Linked DNA regions of Mus musculus: region 1 is linked to region 2. The links are chromatin contacts, called in public Hi-C maps. All regions are on one chromosome and are shown on one strand. Each heading gives the region's core, a stretch centred on a gene start, on an enhancer-like site or on the middle of the called end of the contact. The rest is flanking DNA. Distances are from core to core; before and after follow the strand shown.

Region 1 (6,917 bases), core at 4,266-6,765, 4.9 Mb after region 2:
CTGAAGACAGCTACACTGTACTCATATAAATAAAATAGATAAATCTTTTTTTAAAAAAGACAAGAAAAGGAAGGAAGGAAGGAAGGAAGGAAGGAAGGAAGGAAGGAAGGAAGGAAGGAAATGCAGCAAGCCATGGGGAACAAGAAAATGAGCTGCATTCCTCCATGGCTTCTGCCTTACTTCCTATCTCCAGGTTCCTGCCTTGACTCCGTTCCCTCAGTGATGGACTTCCACCTTGAAGTGGAAGATGAAATAAACCTTAGCCTGCCCAACTTGCTTTTGGTCAGTGTTTTATCACAGTAACAAAAACCACACTAAGGCACTAATGAAATCATTACTCTTCTCATGGTAAAGGCTCTGGAAGATAACGTTGCCAGCTGAGTATGGTAACTTTTCATTAAGGCTCTTCTGCCTCTGGCCAGTAAAGTAGAACCGAGTACCCGCCATACTTGAGTAGTTTCATCTCAGAAAGTCACAAAACAGACACTCTGCTAGTGACTACAACTTTTTGTACCATGACAGAAATATTTAGTAGGCAGATTCTGTGTAAGCATGGCCCCACGGTTCTCAAGACCCTGAATGTTCATCTTTCACAACCAATCAAAATTCAAATTCAAGATTCAAGAGTCAGGACAACATAGAAACTGGGTAGGTGGACAGAGAGTTAAGAGACAATACTAAACTCCCACTTGAGATATGATGACTGAAAAGTGACTTGAGAACATCAGGTGATGATGCACCACACGACTAGAAATAAAGAATGTGAAGATGAGTAAGGGTTTTTACCCTGTATGGGGACTGAAGTTAATTTTGATAATACATTTAAAATGAGGGAGACATAGCAGGCTTCAGCTCAGAGTGGCAGGAATTTTGCATAGTAACAGACTGTCTTAGTTAGGGTTTTACTGCTGTGAACAGACACCATGACCAAGGCAACACTTATAAAAACAACATTTAATTGGGGCTGGCTTACAGGTTCAGAGGTTCGGTCCATTATCATCAAGGCGAGAACATGGCAGCATCTAGGCAGGCATGGTGCAGAAGGAGCTGAGATTTCTATATCTTCATCTGAAGGCTGCTAGCAGAATACTGGCTTCCAGACATCTAGAATAAGGTTCTTAAAGCCCACATCCACAGTGACACACCTACTCCAACAAGGCCACACCTACTTCAACAGGGTCACAACTCCAAATAGTGCTACTCTCTGGGCCAAGCATATATAAACCATCACACAGATCAAGGAAAACTTATCAGCTTATAGAGTTACATCTGACACAAGATGAACAAGAGTATAGTGGATGGGCCTCAAACAGAGGATCCAAAAATGAAGACCTGAATCATAAAAGTACAGAGTTGGAAAAGCCTATAGGAAATTAAAATGTCTAAAATTCAACACCACAGTTAAATATCACAGAGAGGCAGCAAGGACAGTAGTGGAAGAGAGGCCACTATGTTCCCAAATACCATGCCACTGATGGCATGGCAAAGAGCAGCCAAGAAGAAGGGTATAGGAACCTCCCATATGTTGCTAAGCATGTTAGCTGTCGCCTTTCTGTTCACATCTATGATTGAATTGTTTTCTTCACTAGTTATCAGTTATATTCACGTTGTCACTGAACCTTAAGATAGGCCTACCTCAGGACAAGTTCAAATCAGCTTGACTACTCCCAGCCTTCCACTCTCACCTTAATGCCCAGGGCATCCAAGAAAAAAAAATTGTGAATGGAATTTGGGAGGTGGGTGGAAAGCCTCCTGTTAGAATACAGAAATTATACCTCCTCTTCAAAATTAAGAATAGTCCAGGGTAACATTGTGTAGCATGATGGGAGAAGCATACATGGAAACGCAAGAGTCAGATATACAGTGGCACATTTCATACCTGGCAACTCTTCAGTGGTGGTTGGAGGAGCTGAATTGAGTGACATGTAAAAGTTCAACCACGGGTCTCTACTTCTAGTGGGAGCAGTGCATGGTAACAGCATTAACTGTACAGACTATTTAGACAGATGAGAAGGACCAACTCTTCCCCCACTGACATCTGGCTAGAGATTAAGCATAATTACGTACAGATGATAAGACTTTATTTCAAGCACATTTCAAATGATCACGTTCCCTCCTAATAAGTTAAGCTATTGGGTGCCAGAGATCAACAACTGCCAAACATGTTTTTTTGTACCCTATGTCCTTGGGTGGGGCTCTCTCTACAAAGCAGCTTCTCTTGGCAACTGGCAGACTCATCAGAGCATTGTGGTTGCTTTAAATGCACCATAGATGCCCTGGGGAAATGCTGAGACACCATTCCTAGAGAGATATGAAGAAATGTCTACTCATCCCAGACAGGAAACTGATCAGAGACCAAAGTACAGACACTGTCAAAGTCCAACTATCAAACCAGTGAGTTTTATTTGTGTTACTTATAGAAATATGTGTGAGGGGTTACTTATAGGAGCAGAAATTACTCAAAGACATCTGTATCACCAAGCCCACCCTATCATGGATGACAGTTCACACAAACTAGAAACGTGGGACACAATGCACATCCCACAAGCAATTCAGTGTTTTGGAGTGTTTTTTCTAAGTTGCATAGTTGGTACGGATCTCTTCCAGGCAGCTCTGCTGGTCTTTGCTTCTTCCAGGCAGCTTGGCTTGTCTGAGAGTGACTCTGAACAATTCTTACTGTTTATAGGTGCTTGAAGCAGGGAGTGATTCTGGTCAGTTCTAGGGACTTCCTGGAGCTATTTTGAGTCATTTATTTACCGTTTTAAGAAGATTCCCTGCAGGATGGCGTGTTTCATCTCCCTTTAAATATCCCGTCTTGAAACATCCCGTTGATTCACCTCCCCTTATAGCTTAAGAAGTTTATAGCTTAAGAAGTTTCCTTCCAAAGTGCAAGGCTAGGAGGATACTGCTACTCAACAGTTAGCTATTTCACAGAAACAAGCAGCACTGCACCTACTGGCTGCTGTTGAAGCTAAAACTTTTGATCCAGGAGCTGCTGTTCCAATCACGACCTCTTCAGCAAACTGCACTGGCTTTGGAAGACTCTGTTCTCCATAAAACAGAGATAGTAAATTCTAGATGAGTCTGCTCATTGGGAAGTTAGTTCTTCCTCCAGACTGGAGAAGAGAGTAACTCTCTACTGACTCGGGAAGAAAAACAAACTGTGATTGGTGCAATGTGGGGCTTGCTGTGATTGGTTCTTAAGTAAAGCTTGTCAGTTTGTTTATGCAGCACTTGTGATTGGTAAGGTAGAACTATGCACATGCAGGGGCTGTGGTTGGTGGAATTACAGTCCATACACAAGTATGTCATAGTCCCCTTCCGGCTATGTGAGAAGACTGTTTCCCCTAATTGTTTTTTTAATCTTCGAGACTTCTTCTGGGATTGCAATATTAGGCCTAGCACAACACCTAACAAATAATCTCTTTGTCTACAGTCTTAATCAAGCTAGGCAGGTTGTATGGAGGAAAATGCGACTTCCATATCTGATGGCACAGACAGCAGCACTGGCATTGGCAATGATGAGGTAGCTGAAGCATTCCAGAGTCATCAAGATCTAAGAGACCCCAACGGCCAAAGCTCAGAGCAACAACACAGAAGGCAGCTAAGAGTTCCCGAGCCCTTCAAGAGCTCTGAACTATAACACTAGGGAGTGGTTAAAGGGTTTCCAAAGAAAATGCAAGAAACTATGACTATATAGGAATAGCAAAAGTGTAAAGACAGGCAGGGGCTCTGAAGAACAAAAAGCAGAGACTGTAAAGCTTGGTCTCAGCCAAAGATCAGGAGTTATAACTCTACCTGCTGCAGAGCAGAAGGAAGCAAGAGCAATACACCTCTGCCCTGAGTACCTGGAATAACCAGCCTTAGGCTTGGACAGCTTGGAACTCAAATCCACCCTGTGATGAGTTCCTGGAACTCAGGGCCTTCAACACTAAGGGAGCAACCTAGAGCAGCAAAACCCATCGCTAGCCAAGTGCTTGACATACTAGTTACTAGTCATTCTCCCTATATGATGCTCGTTCGTGTTAACTCAATGTAGAAGCCTACACTGAATTTCCAAATGATCTGGGCAGCAAAACCTTACATCCTTTCATCTAGAGCTAATCAATCATGTTTCCAAATTCACATTGACTTGAGAGGCTAAACTGCTAAGCATGGACGGAACCCCCACTCAGTCTCACAGCTCAGACTTTAGATCGGTGGACAGCATGTGCTGTAATTAATGGGTTGCTGTAGGCTAAAACCAAGTTTTATATATAGAAAGTTTGCATTCTGTGTAAGCTACAGACATGTTGAAGTGTGCTCCTGATGTATACTTCCTGTGCTTTGAGCTAGTAATAACGGAGAAACTGCCTTTTATAAGAGCTGGGTGTGGTGGGACAGAACCTGCAGTCCCGGCACTTTAAAGGTAGATGTAGGGAGTCCAAGGTCTGGGGAGTTCCACCAAACAATGAGCTCTAAGCCTGCCTGGGGCCCATGAGTATCTGACTCAAAAATCAAACCAAAAACCCCAAACAACTAAACCCTCGGGAAGAAATCTAAAACAAAACAGTAGTTGGGGTAGGAATAGGAAGTGAAGGGCAAGGTGGAGGAGGTGGGGGACACTGGAAGAGGCACTCAGAAAACGTACTTACCACCCAGCATTTAAAAGAAAGGTGGCGTTTTGTGTGCCAACTTGACACAAATTAGTCATCAGAGAGGAAGGAGTCTCAGTTGAGAAAATGCCTCCATGAGATCCAGCTGTAAGGCATTTTCTCACCATTTTCTCAATGGGAGAGGGCCCAGCCCATGGTGAGTGGTCTCACCTAGGCTGGTAGTCCTGAGTTCTATGATAAAGCAGGCTGAGCAAGGCATGGAAGCAAGGCATTAAGCATCACCCCCACGGCCTCTGCATCAGTGCTTGCTTCCAGGTTCTAGCCCTGCTTGTGTTCCTGTCCTGACTTCCTCCAGTGAATTGGAAGTGTAAGCCAAATAAACCCCTTTCTCCTCAGCTTGCTTTTTGGTCATGGCGTTTCATCGCAGCAACAGAAATCCTAAGGCTCCCTACGTTAGTCAGGCAGTTACATGTCACACTCTGCCCCTCGTGAGGGACAGTCAGCCTTCTCCACGCTCCAAAAGAGGAAAAGCCTAGAAATCGGCTCTACACTTCCTGGGACTGAGCCACTAGCAAAGCTAGATGCAGCCTCGGGGCCCAGTTTCTCCCGCCTATGGGGAGGAGCCACGAAGATCAATAGCCTTCAGCTTCGGGCCTTCGGGCCTAGGAGGTACAGAGGGGTGGAGCAGGTCCTAGGCTCCGCCCCCGTCCGTGGCCACGAGTCTCTTGTTCTAGGGGTGGGACGGTGCCCAGCCCCTAAACCTGGCCATGTAGGGGCCTGGGACTCGTCCCTCGGTATGGTCTGCCTTCAGGCTCTGGAAAGAAGAGGTGTTCCCAAGCTCTGCCCCTTGGCCGCAACCTCAAGTCAGATCTGGGCCTTGGGGCGGAATAGGCCCTAGACTCCGCCCATCTGCCAAGATCGGAAGGTTCCGAAGGGAGGGCGCACCCGGACTAGACTGCAAGCTTCAGCCATCGCTTGCAGCTTCTAGAGGGAGGAGGTGCCCAGGCTCCGCCCCTCGGGGGGCGGAGTGAGGCCCGGGCCCCGCCCCTCTCCCGCAGCAGCTGGTTCCGGCCCGCTCTCCACCGGTCCCGCCTCGCTGCCGGAGCGTCCGGAGGACCGCTCAGTGGGAGGAGCGCGGAGTCGGCCTGGGACATTGCTAGCACCCGCCTGTGTGCTCCGGGAACTGCACTGTGAGCGGTGAGTACCACGCGGCCCCGGGGCGTCCGTGCAGGCCTTTCCCACGGGTGCAGACCCGAGGACACGGGGAGAGCTGCGGGGAGGCGGTGGAGCTGGCTCCTGGGGTGACCTCTCTACTCGCTCCCCAGCCTGCGTCGCTCTGGACTGGGAGTGGCTCTACTCGGCGCCCCGGGAGTTCTCGCCTTGGTGTGAGGGCCGCACCGCCGGGGTGTCATTGTGCCAGGCCCAGCCCACGGGATAGAAAGGAACGATTGTGCCCGGCAGATTGGAGTCCCCAGCACGGGGCGAAGGCAGGCGGGGTGAGGGTAAGAGCCCCCTCAGTGGAAGGGCATAGAGTCCAAGGTGATTGATTGAGAAACCCAAGGAGAACGGGACTGTACCACTCTGGCCAGCCCAGTGCACTAGAACCGCAGATCTCCCTGCAGCACGCATGACAGCCTCCCAGCAGAAGTTGCCGAACTTTTGCATTTAGGACCGGCAGCGCGCCTAAAGAACCTTTGTTATATAGATTGTACCTATTGATTTTTGCAGTGTATAAATACAGCGTATAGACACTTAATATACTTAATTCAGATAGACCGATTCTGTAGTTTCCAAAACACTGTTATTAAGAATGGCATTCTTTAACCTTCCTGCAAATCTCTGCTTAGAAGACACTCAGCCTGTTGCAGTATGACAGGTCATGTAGCTTCTGAAGACTTTTAAGTATATTGGTGAAAATGTAACATTGTATTGCTTAAAGAGTGGTTTTGACCGTCCAAACACCTGCGCCTGTGTTTCTCTGCAGCATACTTTAGAACCACCGAAGTAGCCAGTGCTTAGGAGGCATAGTTCACTGGGTTTGCCACTTTATTTATGGTTCTTCCATTCCGCACCGTGGAGGAGTTAACCTCTGATACCCAGGAGCACTCTGGACCTCACTTTCCAACGGAATACGAGATCCCCACAGTTGGTGGTGGCTTTGGGTGATGTTCATGTGTGCCTTGGTTGTTTCTGTGCCTGCTGAGTTGATGTGTGTAAACCTGATGTAGCACACCAGACCTGTGAGTTCAGGGAGGTGGGTGTGACTAGACCATGCCAAATGTGTAGGGGTTGCTGTAAGATTACCAAGCAGTTGAGAGGTCA
Region 2 (7,415 bases), core at 2,639-5,138:
TGACTCTATGCTGAGCTCCACCTGAGGTCTGTATTCCACAGCTCTGTCCTTTCATGCCTTTGCAATGTCACACATGTTACTGTCACTGCGTTTCTGGTCCACATCACAGGCTGCTTCAGTTTCTTCTTCCCTTTTTTTTTTCTGGAGATTAGTAAAAAAAGTTCTTCTAATTCCTCATTTGTGAAAACCTCCCAGTGGCCGTCAGCATTTCTGCAGGTCAAGCATGCTAGCCAAGCCTGCAGTAGCATGCCTTGGAACTTCTCTGTTAAGTTTGACCTTTTTCTAGTTCACATATATCCCTGCATCAGCGCAGCCATCTTGTGAATGGCTTGGTGACCCTCACTTCTAGGGAACTTTACAATTTATTTATTTAATTATGATGTGTATTTATCCTTATTTTACTCATATATTACTAGTATTATTATGCACAATTTATTTAATTTTATGTTTTGTCTGTATGTATCTCAGTGTGTCCCACGCTTGCCTGGTGCCTGTAGAGGAACCTAGGTCCTCTGCAATAGCAAGCACTCTTAACCACTGAGCCATCTCTCCAGCCTCTTCAGAACTTGGGCTGAAATCTATAAATATGCCTAACACTTCCAGCACAGCCTGCTGCCATCAACTGCTCAGAACATGGTTTTCAGATTATGCCATCCACCTACAAATTCATTGTTTTAGGGTTATTTATCATGTACAGTGGTTATAACTATAAAATTAATCCAACAGCAAGACCAGACCAGTGTAACTTTTTCTCCTTCATAATTTCACAGAAGATTTAGTCTTACCGTGAATCGTAGTAGTACCAGTATAGCCTCCCCCTCCAAACTATAGTGGGAATTTTCACCTTTTCATTTAAAACTACTTCATGGCTCCTCTTAAGCAAACCCAAATTACCAGTATCATTACCGCCTTGCTATGAGGCCATTATTAAATAAAATAAGGAGTAAATATAAGCTACCTTATAACTAAAATGTCTGAGTGACTGACTAGCACGCAGGTGGTGCAATCCAGTGTGGATACAACAGACAGATGTTTGGACAAAGGAATCAACCATGCCCGGGGTAGGACACAGTAAAAGCTACAAGAGGGCATCAGACTGTTCAGAATAGCACGCAGCTTAAAACTTAGAAATTGTTTATTTCAGGAATACCGTATTTTTAGACTATGTTATTTCATGATTTAGGAATCATGAAAAAGGGGAAATTCCTATGACCTAAAAAATAAAGTCTTATAGCGAAGTGTAATCAGGGAAGCTGTGAGTCTGATATTACTAACACCTGAAGTTAGCATTGGTGGGAACCCATATACAAATGTGGCCAAAAAATTCATTTCAACCTCACAGACTTTTGCTTATATGTTTTCTGGCTACTTCAGAAGGTTAACATTAGCCACAGAGTCTTCTGAGAGAAGCCAGAGTCCAAACCAGAGTGAGGCTACGACTCATCACTCTATAAACCGAGTTCAGGGGTCACGAGGGCTTAACCAATACTTCCAAAAACTAATAAAGTTTATTTATGTTAATAAACATGTTAACACTGTTAGCAGACTGGCACATTTGAAGCCCTTTGTTTTTTCTTTAACCTTGTGAAAAAAAAAAAAAAAAGAGAAAGAAAGAAAAAAAAATCAGCTTTCCAGGCTGCTTTGAGGAAGTTCATTTGCCTACTGCTACTGTGATCAAGAATTATACCATAAGGCTTCCACTTGTGGGAAGAGGGGCAGGACAGCCATCAACCAGCCCTCTCAGCCAAACAGGAACTAACCAAGACCACTGTAAAGACAGTGGACTACTTGCCAGACCAGCCTTTGTCATTCTCTACAAATGTTCAATTTCAGCCAAAACTCACATGCATACTCATGACACCAGGACTGTGCCATCTTGCCTAGATCCAAGTTTCTCAGGCCGGCTAACCTAACACTTGGACAGTATTCACTCAACATGGGGGTCTAGGGCAGGCTCAAAAGATAGACGTTTTATCCATTCAGTCATTTTCTAAAAGCAAACATTGGATGGCCAACATAGCCAAACAGAGTATTTTACCAACTTTTAAAGTTATATTTACATTTGTCTCCCAGAAATTTAAATGCTTGTTGAATGTCCAGTCTGCAGCGCAGGCTGTAACCCCTCTTATTTTTTGTGTTCTATGAAATAAGAACACCGTCACCTTTAGTTTCGAAGTTTCCAACTGACTCTGGGGTTTCCCACAGTGCCAATGGTCACTGAGGTGCTAGTCAGCAGTGACTCAGACAGAAAACCCCTGTTCCTCCTGATCCACAGATTATTTTAACTTTCAGTGCCTGTAGCAAGCTTTCATTCAAAAAGAGTAAAAGAAAAACTACTTGTAGGTTTTTTACGTGACATAGGTTTTTACTGTGGAGGATGATGAAATACCTGCTTTCTGCTCCTAGGTTATGATTCACCCTTTTGTCTAGCATATTCATGCTCTCCACACTGTCTGCCACTACTTCTCCATCCTCTTGGTTATCAGATCTGGTGTCTGCCAAGGTACCAAGGTGCCTGCGTTCAGGTGAATCTTGTTTTGCTTAACAGGGGTGAAGTACAGTAAGTTACTTTGAAACACAAAGCGATCACATTCACAGGACTTTTACAGAGCAGCTGCAATGGCTCGACTTTATTATCAGTTATTTGTAATCTCTTATTGTGCCTACTTTCTAAACTTTAACATCTGTGTATGAAATGTAATGAAGGGAAAACACCTATATCCACACGATGGGTGTATGTAGGCGTTTCCTGAGATTTCAGGCTATACTGGGGGCCTCCTGGAATGTCCTCTTTAACTGAGGGGACGCTTACTATATTTCAAATATTCTGATTCCATATTATTAACATAATCTCAATCTCTTTCCTCCTCCTCTTCCTCCTTCTTCCTTCCTTTCTCTCTCTCTCTCTCTCTCTCTCTCCCCCCCCCCTCTCTCTCTCATATTTTAAGTTTTCCAAGTGGACTAACGATTCTATCTTAAAGTATTTTCCAGTCCCTTTTGGGCCCTTAATATAAAGTAAAAGTACTACTGAGACAGACTGTGTACCCGTTTTTCTCAACTGGTGACGAACGGGAACAGTGTAACAAGAAATTTATCCATCTGCCGGGACAAAACTCTACAAGAGCCTAATAGTCCCCACACCAGAAAGCGCAACCAATCCCTCCCAGGCAAATGCACTCCTGGCCAGACAGACCCTGTGTGGACAGACTTAATCAGTGCACTTCTCTCTCTGCAACTGATTACCATCAGTCAAGTGATGCCCAAGTCACAATGGTCACTTCCTTTAATAAGTCTGTACAACCGCGGAGCTGTGAGGCAACCAGGTCACGTCCCACAGAACTGGGGAACAACCTGGTAAGAGTAGCAGCCCATGTAAGTGGGCATCCGCACTCCTTGCAAACTTCTGCGAAATCCTGCCTGCGTGTTGTTCTGTCCGTCCTTACTCCATCCCACCGGCGCTTTCTCCTCCCGGGCGGGGACCCTCGGGAGACCTGACTGGGTCGCAGGACCCACCAGCTGTCGCCGGGCCAGGCCCCTGGGGCCCAGGCTTGTGGCGGTGGGGGCCGCGCTCGCCGTACTCCCGGAGGGTTCCCTCAAGGGCCCGGGAGACGCTCCGGGTCGGGATCGGGGAGCGCGGGCGGACAGCAAAGATGAGGCCCATCCCCATCCCCTCCGCACCGCCGCGGCCCCCGCAACTCCTGCAAGGCCAAGGGCTCTTTCGCCCGGGGGACAGGGAGGAGTTCACCTCGAAGGAGAAAAAAACCCCGCTGGTACCCGGAGCCGGCCGGCCCGCGAGCCGACCGTGGCAGCAGCCCCCCTCCGCCCGCGCGTCTCACTCACCCACTCGCCGCTGCTGCGCCTTCACCGCCGGCGCAGGGACCGCAACCGCAGCCCGCTCCGGGCCCCGCCCCGGGACCGCCCCGCCCCGGACACGCCCCCAGGCCCGCCCAGTCGCAGTCCCGCCCCCAGTCCACAGCAGACCCAGAATCTGCAGGGCTCCCCGGTGCGGATCTCTGCAGTCTTGTTTCCTTCTTTTGTCCTTGGTCACCGTTGTGGAGTTAAGTTGCGAGCTGAGGCAACCAAAACGCACCTCCCTCGCACACCCTCCCTGGACTGTCTAGACACCACTTTCCACCTAGAAGGAAAGGGCAATTGGGATGGCTGTCACTACAAACGCCATCTTTCACGTGGGCGGAACTCGTCTCTGCTTGACGCGCCGCGGTTCCCTCGTGGGACTCCGTAAGTTCCGGGTTGGCGCTTTCACTTTGCTTTGCCAGCCTTGAGATGCCAGTGGCAGCTGGCCAGGCGGAGGCTGTCATGGGCTTTGTAGCTTTTCTTCCAAGAGCCGCTCAGGAAAAGCATGGGCAGAGCTGAGCTCAACCTAGATAGATAGTGTCACCTGCGTTATCTATCTAGGTTACGAAGCGTAGTTTGTGGTTGTAAGTAGTTTTGCTTTGTTTTGTTTGGGAGTTGGCAGGTAGTGGGTGCTCAACAAATATTTAGTGAGTGAGTGGATTTCCTTTGGTCCCTATGACACGGTTAAATGCCGTAAGTCTGCGTGCACACTGTACGTGTTCACTCCGCAACAAGCACAATGATTCCCCCACCCTCTGTGCGTAGTCACCGTGTTTTCTTCTAAACGTCATTTTTGCCAAATAGCACAGTGCACTTTGTTTTTTAACCTTTGGGAAAAGAACACCATGACGTCTGATTTATTGATTGATTGATTGGTTTGTAACTGTATTGTGGCTTTTCACTACAGATGAGTAGTGTTTATTATTTTCCAGCAACTTTTCATCATTTATAGGGAAAAGAAAGGCATTAATAACAGAATACCTATCAATACCACCTTCGGTAAAAATAGAACTCTCACCAGGTATTGTATGCTTTTTTTTTTTTTTTTTTTTTTTTTTTTTTTTTTTTTTACCTAGCAGTTGTCATTCTATCAAGTTCTTACAGTGTTTTGTACCGTGGTCTTCAGATGTATATCTCATAAATGAAGTATACATCTGAGAGTTAAAAATACATCCAGACACACAGAAATAGCATAGGACCATGTTTGGAAGGCTAGGGTTAAGAGTGCGATGCTGTAGTCAAAGTGGGTGAGTTTGCAGGTAAGGAAGGCAGCTGAGTGAGGCCAGTCAGCTAATCCACAACACGAGGAATAGACGTTTATACTATATCCCACACTGAAAAGCTGAAAAGTTCCCAGGTGGGTGTTAGGTACTAACACACATACACGCGCATGCATGCACACTTAAGATAATTTGCTTGTCTGTAGTAAGCCAGAGCTATCAATGTAATTGATTGGGTCAGTTTTCTGTGATTCCAGAGCCCACTAGGAATAGAAGGTATTTGTTTGGTGTCCTCTTGAAGTAAGCCCTTCTTTAAAACCTGTCTGTGAGTCAAACTAACATAACATTACACTTCAGAATAAGACTGGAACTTTGAAGGAATATACCTTCTTAGTGTTTTTTTTTTCCTTCAAAATTTTACCTAGAGACAAAAACAGTGTCCCTCAAATAACTTATTTTGTGTAATATCAGTCCTAGAATAAATGTTTTATTTAAAAAAAATAATCAAACCAAGAAAGGACTAGGGATGTAGCTTCGTGGGTAGAGGGCTTGCCTAGCATGTGTGACTCCCTGGGTTTGGTCCCTACCATATTCCTCTCTTTTTCTCTCTTTGGAGAAAAAAATGAAACATCACGATCTAAAATATTGTATGACCACAGGAAATGAAATAAACCATGATACAACTTATATTTTGTGATCAATGAGTGGAGACCTTTTTCTTCACATCAGATGGAACAATTACTTAGGCATAGGTAAAGTAGCCTATATATTTTAATTGGATTGTAGCTAACTTTTATTAATCAGGAAGAAAATAATAAGTAGGTATGCTGGTTCATAATTGTTGTATTGCCTGAAAGGTGTAAGGTAGAATACATCTTTCCTCCAGAGAACCAAAGAGAAAATGATGCTAACTGTATGTAGAAATATGATTCATGATATTGGTGTGATAGATTTTTAACCCTGTCCTCTCAAACTTTACAAATAATCTACCTCAAATAACTCCAGGCTCTAAGTGAAAATATGCTGGCTATAGAACTATATCTCCAGGGCTGAAAGTGGAGGGCATTTGGCAGAGGGCTTGCCTACCACGTACTGGTTTACTCCCCAATACTAAACGAACTGACGAGATGGCAAACACCTATAATCTGAGACAGGAGGATTAGAAGTTCAAGATTATCCTAGGCTACACTACATGCTGAAGGCTATCAAGGGGGCGGGGGGATCCCATTAAAAGAAAGAAAGAAAGAAAGAAAGAAAGAAAGAAAGAAAGAAAGAAAGAAAGAAAGAAAGAAAAGAAAAAGAAAGGGAGTATCTCTCCAAACAGGAACTGAGAACTCTATCCCCTATTTCCAACCAGAACAACACCTTTAAAGACCCGATATAGAAAAATGTCAGCTATCATGTTTCACTAATGTTCAGTCATGCAGACACTCCTCGATAAGGGGGATTTCTAAAGCAAAATAAGAGGTTGGGCTCTGTAACCACAACAGATATTAAGTATCGTCTCTGCTTTAGGTTAACCACGGAACTGGACAGTTCTTCACTCCTTGGTGACTCAGTGTCCACAGTGCTAGCTTTCTGTGGGGGCTTAAAGGAGGGAATGGAGAGAGTGGCCAGTGTGACCCTAGGTAAGACTGTGTATCCATGACAAGGGCATTTTGTTCCCCTTGTGTGTGGATGGCAGAACACCCACAGAAAGCAATGGCTGCAGCCCTTCTAATAGGAGTGGAAGTGACTCCCATAGGTACATTGCACTCCTCTGATAGTCCCTTCCTCTGGGGCTTCCTTGCTTGACCCCACAGGAAGCTGGTCAGTGCAGTCTTTTAGCAGGACACTGTTGCTCAGCAGGAAAATAGCACGCCTAGTAATCTGTCACCTGGTTGCTGTAAGGTTTATGTGCAATCAGGCGAGCTAGAAAATTAGATCAGTACATTCTAGAAGTGATGGTTTTACTTTCATTTTTTTTTTTGGTAACTACTCAGATATAATAAATACAGTAATGAATGACTTACAACCCTCTTACACTCTACACGTATTTATAACTCCAATAAATATGTCAGAACACGGAGAACCTTCTTGCTTCATCAAAAATGCCAGTTGTCAGGAAGGCTTTTCTCCATTTTCTCTGCTAATATGTTTCAGAAGTGTGATGTGCATTGCTGCAGGGCTGGAACCAAGGGCTTGTTGATTAGCTCCTACTTACCAAGATTACAGGAAATTAGTTGTGACTGAGACTGGCATGTGAACAATTTCATGACAGACATGGATGAAGAATATTGCTATATAAACCACGGACCATTTCATTTCTCTTAGGAAATGTAATTTCATGTGGTTGCTTCC

The links. A called contact is a pair of places that touch in the nucleus more often than the background predicts.
Region 1: a Hi-C map of regulatory T cells shows a contact between it and region 2, with 11 times the contacts expected there. The contact joins the promoter of Aco1 here to the promoter of C9orf72 in region 2. A contact is called at or near these places in 6 of 39 promoter capture datasets (the C10 cell line, cranial neural crest, frontonasal cranial neural crest and 3 more) and 6 of 484 Hi-C or Micro-C datasets (CD4 T cells, LSK cells, cortical neurons and 3 more).

Annotation. Positions count from the first base shown.
Region 1 is chr4:40,137,750-40,144,666 of GRCm38.p6, forward strand. It overlaps Aco1 (aconitase 1), which reads left to right and starts at 5,516. Exons shown (of 21, transcript NM_007386.2): 1 at 5,516-5,792.
Region 2 is chr4:35,221,948-35,229,362 of GRCm38.p6, forward strand. C9orf72 (C9orf72, member of C9orf72-SMCR8 complex) reads right to left here and starts at 3,889. Exons shown (of 11, transcript NM_001081343.2): 1 at 3,841-3,889.